3 separate regions of the Mus musculus genome follow, and all the other regions are linked to region 3. The links are chromatin contacts, called in public Hi-C and promoter capture Hi-C maps. All regions are on one chromosome and are shown on one strand. Each heading gives the region's core, a stretch centred on a gene start, on an enhancer-like site or on the middle of the called end of the contact. The rest is flanking DNA. Distances are from core to core; before and after follow the strand shown. Region 1 has its middle 38 kb from the start of Gm36521. Region 2 overlaps Prkacb (protein kinase, cAMP dependent, catalytic, beta). Region 3 has its middle 29 kb from the start of Uox.

Region 1 (3,444 bases), core at 690-3,189, 150 kb after region 3:
ATTTGAAAATGTACGCACCCCCCCCCCCCACACACACACACACAAGTGGGCCCTGTCTTGATTCTTTATGCATACTATCTGGCATTATCTTTAGATTATGTTTAGGAAGCCTCATTGAGTAAAGTTAACGTGTCCAGAGCTCTGTTCTGTGGGCTCCAGGGGACTCAGTACCAGCCTCCAAGGTCAGGCCCTCCTCTATTTCACAGTAATTACTGTCAGGTATCGATCCTACCATGCTTCTGACTACATTTCCCATGGTCCTCCTTTCCTGCCTTCCTCTGCCAATTTTAAACATTCTTTTACTCCTCTATCTTCAATCAACTTAAATCCTCCATGACTGCTAATCTCCTCTTCCTCTTGTCTCCATCTTTCATGGGTTAAAGACTTCAGGACTTGGATTGGGCCACTGGGGGAACTCTAGCCACTGTTTGAAGGACAGCTGATGAGGCATTTTAGTTCTCTGTCTGCTTACGTTCTCTTTGTCATTTATTGTCAGGCAGTGCACACGGCCATGTTTGGGAGCATCTCTCTCCCTGCAGGCCTTCTTACTGCTGTTTCTTTTTAGCCCTCTCTTCGTAAGTCCAGGCTGTCTGATAGGCCAAGAGAGTGGAGCAGGAGGGAGGATAGAATATGGTGCTGGATTATGCCAGACAGAATCTGTCATCCTGGAATGGGATCCCAGTTTTCCCAGATCTTTCTCGTTCAGAGAAGCAAAGTTCCCATTCTTTGTGACATCCGTTGACTTTAAAATTTGAACAATGGGCTTGTTAAATATGTCGAAGCTGTATGTAAGCGAATCAATCCTCCTGCCTCCACGGCTATGTCTGGCCTTGGGACGTGCATTTGTAACCTCCCCTCCCTTTTCCCCTGGAAATGTTCTCATCATGACCAAAGATTCAACCGTTAGCATGCACTACGCAGGGTAGCCTGCAAGGATATCTGTCTATCCAGATGTCTGTGATGAGCTGAAGCCATCCCAACTGCATGCTGGACAGCTCTGTCAACTCAGACCTGCTTCTCAAACTGAGACCCCAGGCCCTCCTTCCCTAATGTGCTCTGCCATCATTCCCTCCAGCATACTCTGAAGCTGGTCTCAATTCCCTTCTTACTAGATTCTCACAAGACACTTCGTGCATCTTTTAGGATCCATGCTGTTCTCTGCTTCTAGCCTACTCCAACAAGATGCTATAAAGAACACCACAAAACAAGACCCCTAGGATTTCTGTCTTATAATTCTGAAGGCCAGGTGTCTCAGACTACGGTGCCTTCACTGTGGTGCTATGGCATAAACCAGGACATCAAGGGGTAACTCCTGCGAATTGGTTCTTCCTCTATCGTGTGCATTCCTGGGATTGAACTCTGGTTACCATGCTTGGAGGCACTACCCTCTACCTGCTGAGCCATCTCAAAGCCTTTTCTATTTAGCATCCTCCAATAGTTCCCAACAATCTGTAGGGTGACCCGCACAATCCTTGTATCACTTGCTGGCTGCCTCTCATGATAGGACTGAATAGCCTTTCTACCTTATCACTCCTTCAGTGCTTACTGCTATGGCCGAACCTTCATCATAGCTCCCTACACTCCTAAAGGCATTGACCTGGAATGCCCTCCCCCATTGAGAGACTGGGGCCCCCTGGAGTCTTAAAGTAAAGCAGAAGGTGCCTGTGTGTTGTAAGGTGTTCCTTGTATTTTTTCTGCAGTAGCTCTGAGCTTTCCTGATATGATTTTCATCTTTTATGTCTCCTATGATTTTATTTGTTCTCAGTTTTGTTCTGTATCAGTTTTGTGTCACAACTTCTCAGCTCAGTGTACACACACACACACACACACACACACACACACACAGAGTAATATTTCTGAGGGAACAAATGAATGAACAAGGACTCATCTAGGCAGATGGCATCTGTCCTATTTACCATCAAAATTCCTCCCGAGGAGGTGTCATTCTTTGACGTATTTCTTGTCCCTCTTTCCAAATCAGTTGCTGCCTTCCGCCAGCTGCAGAGCTCTCTGAATGATTTCAAATGTGGGATTCAAAATTGGCTGCCAAGAAATGCTACTTCATCTCTATTCTAGAGGAATGTGATGTTTCCTCTGACCCAGGGAAACCATCAGTCCTAGGTCAGGAGATTTTTTTCCAGTGACAGAAAGGAGTTAACAGGGACAGACTTGAAATTTGCTCATTCCTTTGGTATTCCAAAGGTGTCCCGAGGCTGCTCTCTTGTTCAGAGTGCATAGGCAAAGGCCACAAGGTCAGGGTTTTAATTATATAGTGCCAGGAAGTGTCAGCATGGGTCAAAGTTGCAGACTTTTGCAATACTATTCCAGGTCTAGACATGAAATGAAAATCACAATGCATTGCTTTTAGTCCCAGAGCAAATTGGTCATCCTTCCAAAGCTAGGAGGCACAGACACAAAGGGATAGGTCTACAGGCTTGTACCAGGGCCCAGGGACCAGATGAGATATTTTTAAAATGTCTGAGCTTTCATCTAATTTTCATAGGCATATTATATTATCGATACATCCTTCTGGGGAAAGGAAAATAATGAACCTATGACCTTAGACCATAATGTACTTCGGATGTTGCTTTGAAAAGAAACATACTGAAATATGAATTGTATTTTTTACAAGCGAGGAGGCAGAGAGCAACAGTCTTGGCAGATTTGACAGAAGCAACGGGAAGGTCTGGTTGGAACTTGACTCTGGGTAGATACTACTTGGAAGTCTATGTTCATTATAGTTTCTGCTTCTGATGCAGACAACGGCCGGCCATAGAATCACAATTTTTGTGCTTCTGTGTCATAGTCAATGAATTCTTCCAGCTCATCCTCTACTTCTGATGACAGTTCCTTGGGCCAATGTGTTCAGAGTATTCTCAGCCCAGCGACACTTTATGGAAGGTACATCCAGGTTGATAGAGAGGCCCCAGATCAGCTCACCCTGTCAGGACTACAGCCTGTCTGATAAGAGGAAGCCAGCAAGGAGACATACAGGAGCCACAGGACAGCACAAGAGCTCTCTCAGGTGACCAACTCAACAGTTCCTTATGCTGGCACGATTCACATGATGGTGTGATCTGGTGTTCCATGCACACCCCTGAGTATCTGTTGAGTTCAGAAGCATCACCCTTTGTTTGCTCATTTACAACGTGTGAGAATGTAAGTGATTGAGGGGACTGTTATTAAAGGCACCATTCAAATCTGCTGTAATGTTAAATCAAAATATATCCATCAGGATCTTGGGTGTCTGAGTTATTTGCAACTAAATACCAGCTGCTACATTACAACAGATGATGGTACATCCATGTGTTCAGAGTTATTATGCCTGAGGATCACTGCATAGGACGGACAGAAGCCAAAGCTGTTGTAAGGAGAGGGCTCATTGGAGGCTAGGCTAGGGAAGACCAGGATGTCGCATGCATAATAGTGATGCCCAGATGAGTG
Region 2 (3,230 bases), core at 75-2,574, 180 kb after region 3:
CTAAGGTGAGAAGTAATGACTTTAAGCAAATACTTTTGGAAGAAAAATTAGAGACTAAAAGTGCAAAAGAAAAGTTTATGGAGTAATTTTGGAGAGTGTTACATGCTCAGTCCACAAATGATCAAGGGTCATTATTTCCTACTTGCTAAAAATCAGCACCAATTATAATCCCATTAAACATACTCAATTCTGTTGAACTCAATTCTGTGAATTCTTCTTTGAAAAGGCCCATCCAAGTTATTTTGACTTTTAATTTTGATGTAATTCAAATAAGACATCTATTTTTAGAGCAGTTATATAAAGACAGCTCCTAAAACTCTAAGTATAACTTCACGTGAGGTTAGGTCTGGTTTACAGGAATACTGAGAGCGACTGCACTCACAGGTAGCTGGCTCCTTCTTCTGACCCTGCTGACCTGGTTGCACAGGAGCTCTTTAGTCTAGAGGAGCATCGATACAGAGTCTCTACCTCCCGGCTGCTTGGGGCAGTGACCTGACATCACGATATGGCTCGAATCTGCAGCTTTAACTTCACGCAGAGCTCCGGGGGAAGAAGTAATGAGACTTACCTTTCCAGAGACAATCTTCTCATAGATCTGAATTGGCTGGTCAGCAAAGAATGGAGGGTAGCCAGCAGCCATCTCATAGATCAGCACGCCCAGTGCCCACCAGTCCACCGCCTTATTGTAACCCTGGGATAGAGCAACATCAGCGAACACTAAGACACCAGTGATTTCAAAATGATCTGGAAATGTATGAACATGACTGTAGCAGTTTTTAGCAACTGTGTAGAACAGAATATGATAAATGAATAAAACCTATCAGGGCAAGTTTAATTAAATGAAGCAAAGAATTTCCAGATATTGGAATGTGTTATTGGGAAGAACTGTTAAATCTGAGTCCTAAAAATCACTGAGAATAACACTGACAGCAGAAAGGGAATTAGAGCAAAGTGCCGCTCGAGGCCCAACCTAGGCCACAGCCCTATGCATTAGGTGTGCAACAGTCTAGCTAGGGAAGTCAGAAATTCTAAAACAAAATAGGATTATTGGAATAGCAAAAGATGGAACCAACTTCCGAACAGCCTACATTCTGGGGTCTGGAAGGCAGAAACACTTGACATAGTCACATCTATTTCCATATTTTCTGAAAACTTAAAATTTACTGTGGCCTCTAATCAGCAGTAGTGTCCAAGTACATGTGAAGTTTGCTACTTGCTTGTCTCCATGTTTCACCTCCTGCATAGGCTGCGTGAGCAGTGTACCCAGGGAAAGGCATGCTTACAGAGTACACTGTGAGGAAGACCAGTCAGAGGCGCTGACCTGCTCCGTTTGCCACGTGCTCTATCAAGCTCACTAAAAAGCACACGCTGAGCAATGTGTAAAAGTCAACACATTCTCAATACAGAATCCATTCATGCAGCATTGGTCTGTGCCAACTGCAGATTACAACGGAATGACAAAGCTCACCTTGTTGTTAAGATGTTTCAGACATCCCTTCGCTTAGGTGGTGAGTTTGAAAGAAAGGAAGAGCTGTCAGCTGACCCACCTTGTCTCTAGCTCAGCATCTGGGAAGGGCCTGGAACAAGCCCTCTGCACTGGGACCCTTCCTGGCTGGAAGAACCAGGACTGCCTGGGCTGCACTGAGGGTTGAGTCATTACTCTGCTTCATCAGGACTCAGAGTCAAAACTAACACAACTTAGAGATGTGTGACCAGCGCTAGGCAGACTGCCCCAGCAGGTTTGGATTTATAACTTTTTTTTTTAATTAGGTATTTTCCTCGTTTACATTTTCAATGCTATCCCAAAGGTCCCCCATACCCACCCCCCCAATCCCCTACCCACCCACTCCCCCTTATAACTTAAAGGACTTCAAGCTTCTGCCTGTGTGTGCCAGTCATACCCAGTACCTTGCTGAGGATGATCTCCGGGGCCAGGTACTCTGGGGTGCCACACAATGTCCATGTCCTGCCCTTGACTCTTTTGGCGAACCCGAAATCTGTGACCTATGAAGGGAAACAGGAATGTGAAAACTCACTCACAGAGTACAGAGGTCCTGTACTCAAATCCAAAGTTAAGAATTCAGGATTAAAATAATATACATGAAAAAAAAGTCCACACGATTAACAGTAATTCATGAAACCCCATCTCTTCTCAAAACAAAAACAACTCTCGTGTGGCAGGACACAGACCTATGCACCTCACAAGTGAACAGGAGGAGCAAAGGTAGAGGCCCAGTACACAGTAAGTGCTGGTGAGACACCCCAAAGTCCTGCCTGGCTCTGCCCGTGACATGGGTCATCCTCTGCGGACACACTTCTGACAGGTAAGCCCTAGAAAGCCGTGGCCTCAAGCTATTAAAGGAACTAGAGAAAAGATACCCATTAACTGCTGTGTCTGCAGTTAGGTCCCAGCCAGTCACGAATTTGAGTGGTAAACATTGCTAGACTTTCTGGGTTAAAATTCTAATTCTTCCATTCCTGACTATGTACCTGGCCATGACTGAGACACATTAACTTTGAGATTAGGAGTATTTATAATTCACATGGTTAATATTAGTATTAAAAGAGGCAACACAGATTGACTATTGCTTATCCAAAGTATTAGGTACCAAGAGTGCTTCAAAGTTTGGATTTTTCCAGTTTTTTTTTTTTTAATAATTCCAAATGAGCATCGAGATCCTGGTGAGGAGGCAGCCACAGAATTCATGTTCTGTAGACGATGCACGGTCACAGCCTGGAGGAACTGCAAACACTCTCATCAGGGCGCCTGACTCTGATCACACTGTCCCATGAAGTCACCTGAGCAATTCTCCACTTAGGGTGAGACGTCAATATACAAACGGATTTCCGACTGGACCAGTTTTGATTGGGGTTTTCAGACTGAGAGACTAGAGCTACACAGACAGGATTTCCGGCACCCACGACTACTCACACAGTTAGCCACACTGTTTCTTTTGGCAGGAGCCTAAGCTTAGCTCACAGCCACTGATTCTAGGGGATACAAACAGGCCCCTCCCCTCCTTCATGAGTGATGTACACACCTGTAAAGGCAGAGCTGTCAGCTCACTTCAAGCCTTTTAGATAGAACCAACTTTCTCCTTCAAACCAAACCAAACGACCAACCAGCCAACCAACCAACCCACCCATCAAACACTGACAGTTGAGGCAAGATGTGTGAAGCTATTTCAGTGTCTGCCAAATGCATCCATGCCATGGGATCCAATCCTACC
Region 3 (3,314 bases), core at 768-3,267:
CTCAGCACTGTAAATACTTCAGGACACGGAGCACTTTACCTTCCTGGTCACGGTAGCTCCACATGTGAAACAGCAAAGAGGAGGCAGAATTGAGGGCTAGAGGTGATTGTGAAGATGGAGGAAGGAAGAAAATGAAAAGTCCTCATGTCCCCAAAGTTACATTGTTGGATGTATTGGGTTTTCCCTCCAGACAAGATGCTACACACATCCCTGTGTGTCCTTGTACACAGTCTTGTACAAAGTCTCACGTGAGTGAGAACTACATCAGAAGTACAAATATGGTGGCCATCGGAGCAATCGATAGTGGATTAGATTGATTGCCGACAGTATCTCTAGTAAGATGAGAGTCAGGGCAGAACACTGAGCAAAACAGCTCGAGTTCAGATGGAAGAAAGGAAAACTTGGAAGATGGTGATAGGAGAGAGGAGGGAGGCAAACATTACACACATACATACACACATACACATAATACATACATCCCACACACACATCCCACACATACATACATGCCACACACACCACACATATACACATACACATACAAACACATATATGACATAACACATACACACGACATATAACAAACACACAGTTTTGTGGCCTCATCAGTTAAGGGTACTTGATGTTTTTGTAGAGGCCCTGGATCCAGTTCTCAGCGCCCACACAGCTCACAACCAACTGTAACAAACTTCAGTTCCAGAGGATCCCACTTATGCATGTGGTACACAGACATATGAACAGGCACACACACACACACACACACACACACACACACACACACACACACACATACGCGCACGCGCGCACGCGCTTGTACCTATACACATACACAAGGGACCATCTTTAAAACAACACACAAAAATACATGTATATGTGCATAACTTATGTGTGACTCATGCTTGTACATCAGAAAGAACATAAAAAAAATCCCCAATTATCTTTGGATGAGATTTTCAATATTGCAACCTGAAATAAATTTCATATTTTAAGTAGCGATGATATTAAAAGCCAGAATAATGCAACCTAAACTTGCCAACCTAACATTTTTATTTTGGAAAGTAATTTCTCTAAGATGCTTTATGTAGTACTTTGCCCTTCTTAAACAGAATGTTCTGAGCACAAGTTGACCTTTTCTTCATAGCTCACTTTAGACATCCATCATCTTGCTGTGTGATAGTCCAGCCGTGCCCTCAGGAGTGTCTGGGGTGCACACGCAGGGCTGCAGGCCAAAGCTAAATGGCTCCAGACAGCAGCACTTAAGAGCTTTGTGTTTCCACCTGTCATTCCCCTGCCTCTGTTAGTGTGTCCCGACTGCTTCGTTCTTTGTGTTTCCACCTGTCATTCCCCTGCCTCTGTCAGTGTGCCCCGACTTCTTCGTTTTGTGTATACCTGTGGAACGAGTGATGCCAACCACCCCCAAGGTACAAAGACTCAGGAACAGCCAGTCCTGTTTGGTGGGTTCTCCCACCCCCAGGTATGACCCAAAAGTGACCCAAAAGAACTCAGGCACTTCCTGCCCACCTGGACCAGGAAGGGACTGAAATTTAGTTACAAGCCTGACTTCCTGGACATGGGGAAAACCCAGCGAGTCATACAGCATGGACCAGCCTGTCCCTGGTTCCCAGACCTCCTCCTCCTCCTCAAAGACGCGTAAAGCTGAGTCACCAGGAAGCTCTGATTAAGTCCTGATCTACAGATGGTCCTGAGCTCTGGGCACTGCTCTCCGTGACTCACCAAGTTCACTGCTTCGCTCCTGTTGCTTTTCTGTCTTTTGAGTGGGATTAATTTTGTCCCTACCCAAATTGGCTATTTCCCGAGCTACTTTTCCTGGTCTCCAGGAACCAGCTATCCTAGAGACAGAGTATGCCATAGTTAGAATTTGTTGTTTATTTCCCACACATGAAGGTACTACTTCCCTGGGCTGCAGAGCCGCCTGCTCACATGGTCGTGGGCACTCCCAAGGGCAGAGGCAGGGCCAGGTGTAACATGTGTCCAACAGCCAGGGCTGCAGGCCAGCAACCATGAAAACAGCAGGGCTGGTTTGACTTTGTACCCAGAGTCCCAGCTTATGCTCTGAGGTCTTGCACAGACAGGATAGACCTGGTTCTCAAGGATTCAGGATTCTCAACACCAGAAAATGATGGCTTTGGCTTTGGAAGACACGGTGAGAATGTACTCTGTCTGAGCACAGCCCCCCAACCCTCTTAATGTATCTGTCAGAAGTCCAGGTGCACAGAGTTGTGTGCCAGGCACCGAAATACAGATTGAATCACCTTTTCAGAAACAAGTGGGCTGCGTTCACAGACATCAGCAGGAGCCTCCAGTGGCTTCTTCAGCAATCAGTTGCCACTAAATTACCAACAGCAGATGCTGCAATACAATCTTTATATAGAAAGTCCTTACTCACTAAGTGTGTAATGGTTGTTAAGTCATCAATAATGAGATCCCAGAGGCTGTGAGAGTCGAAACAGCTTCCTGTCTCTCCCTCCCTGGACCAATGCTCTCTCTTGGGTTTTACCAAGTAAGCTTTGTAGGGGCAGCTGTCTTGGATGGTAGGTACACACTCAGGTAAGGGAGTAAGAAATAAAGTAAGTAAAAAAAAACTTGCTACATTTAATTTAAAAGGTGATGCTATCCTTTGTATAAATACACTGAAATGTATAGTAAAATTCATGATAGGATGTGTATAAGTGTATTAACATCAACTTTTCAGATGAAAGAAGCAGTAGGTTTTAAAGTAACTAAGTGTTTAGAGGTATGATTTATAGACAGCCAAGTCTTAACATTTGAGAATATAGTTTAATAAATTTTCTAAACGTATATGTGTTTGTAACCACTACCAAATAAAGGGCCAAATATTTGCATATCTACCAAAACTTGCTTCACGTCTCCTTTAGCCTGTCACATTTCCCTTAGCCTGTCACATTTCCCGTAACCCCTGCTGACTACTGATTTGCTTTTTCATGTTACTTTGAATTTTCCCCGTTGCTTAGATGAAATTATGATCTTCTATAGTGAGGATTTCCTAAAGAAATAAATGACCATATGTTTGTTTTCTTGTTGTTGTTGTTTTGTTTTGTTTTAATGTAAAGCTATGTTAGAAACACAGGTGAGGGGACTGGAGAGATTGCTCAGAAGTTCAAAGCCCATGCTGTTCTTCAGGAGGCCTTCGGGTCAGTTCCCAGTGCTCACGTTAGGCCACTCACAGCTAGCTGATATTCTAGCTCCAGGGGATCTGATGCCCTCCTCTGGCCTCTGAGGGAACCTTTATGAACATGTGCACATAAGCACACACTCACACATCTGCATGCACA

Evidence for each region. A called contact is a pair of places that touch in the nucleus more often than the background predicts. Capture Hi-C pulls out chosen DNA fragments and counts their contacts.
Region 1: a Hi-C map of cortical neurons shows a contact between it and region 3, with 3 times the contacts expected there. The contact joins two enhancer-like sites. A contact is called at or near these places in 3 of 39 promoter capture datasets (hippocampal neurons, liver and neural stem cells), 27 of 484 Hi-C or Micro-C datasets (the G1E-ER4 cell line, LSK cells, Th2 cells and 18 more), 4 of 115 datasets of contacts at active chromatin or transcription factors (embryonic stem cells, neural progenitor cells, pancreatic cancer cells and 1 more) and 3 of 9 other capture datasets (adipose tissue, embryonic stem cells and liver).
Region 2: a promoter capture Hi-C map of pancreatic islet shows a contact between it and region 3. The contact joins two enhancer-like sites. A contact is called at or near these places in 3 of 39 promoter capture datasets (hippocampal neurons, liver and neural stem cells), 20 of 484 Hi-C or Micro-C datasets (the C2C12 cell line, the G1E-ER4 cell line, LSK cells and 13 more), 7 of 115 datasets of contacts at active chromatin or transcription factors (SST interneurons, bone marrow-derived dendritic cells, bone marrow-derived macrophages and 4 more) and 3 of 9 other capture datasets (adipose tissue, liver and pancreatic islet).

The regions. Positions count from the first base shown.
Region 1 is chr3:146,721,287-146,724,730 of GRCm38.p6, forward strand. No RefSeq gene overlaps it. Among named protein-coding and RNA genes, the nearest start is that of Gm36521, 38 kb to the left of the region's middle. Within about 2 kb of position 1,940, at least 7 of the 459 cell types and tissues checked have an H3K27ac peak or open chromatin away from gene starts, as enhancers often do. A contact at or near this core is called in cortical neurons and trophoblast stem cells, where this site is marked.
Region 2 is chr3:146,744,692-146,747,921 of GRCm38.p6, forward strand. Prkacb (protein kinase, cAMP dependent, catalytic, beta) reads right to left here. Exons shown (of 10, transcript NM_011100.4): 6 at 3,230; 7 at 1,909-2,004; 8 at 569-691. Among named protein-coding and RNA genes, the nearest start is that of Gm36521, 61 kb to the left of the region's middle. Within about 2 kb of position 1,325, at least 4 of the 459 cell types and tissues checked have an H3K27ac peak or open chromatin away from gene starts, as enhancers often do. A contact at or near this core is called in pancreatic islet, where this site is marked.
Region 3 is chr3:146,566,359-146,569,672 of GRCm38.p6, forward strand. No RefSeq gene overlaps it. Among named protein-coding and RNA genes, the nearest start is that of Uox, 29 kb to the right of the region's middle. Within about 2 kb of position 2,018, at least 107 of the 459 cell types and tissues checked have an H3K27ac peak or open chromatin away from gene starts, as enhancers often do. A contact at or near this core is called in cortical neurons, pancreatic islet and trophoblast stem cells, where this site is marked.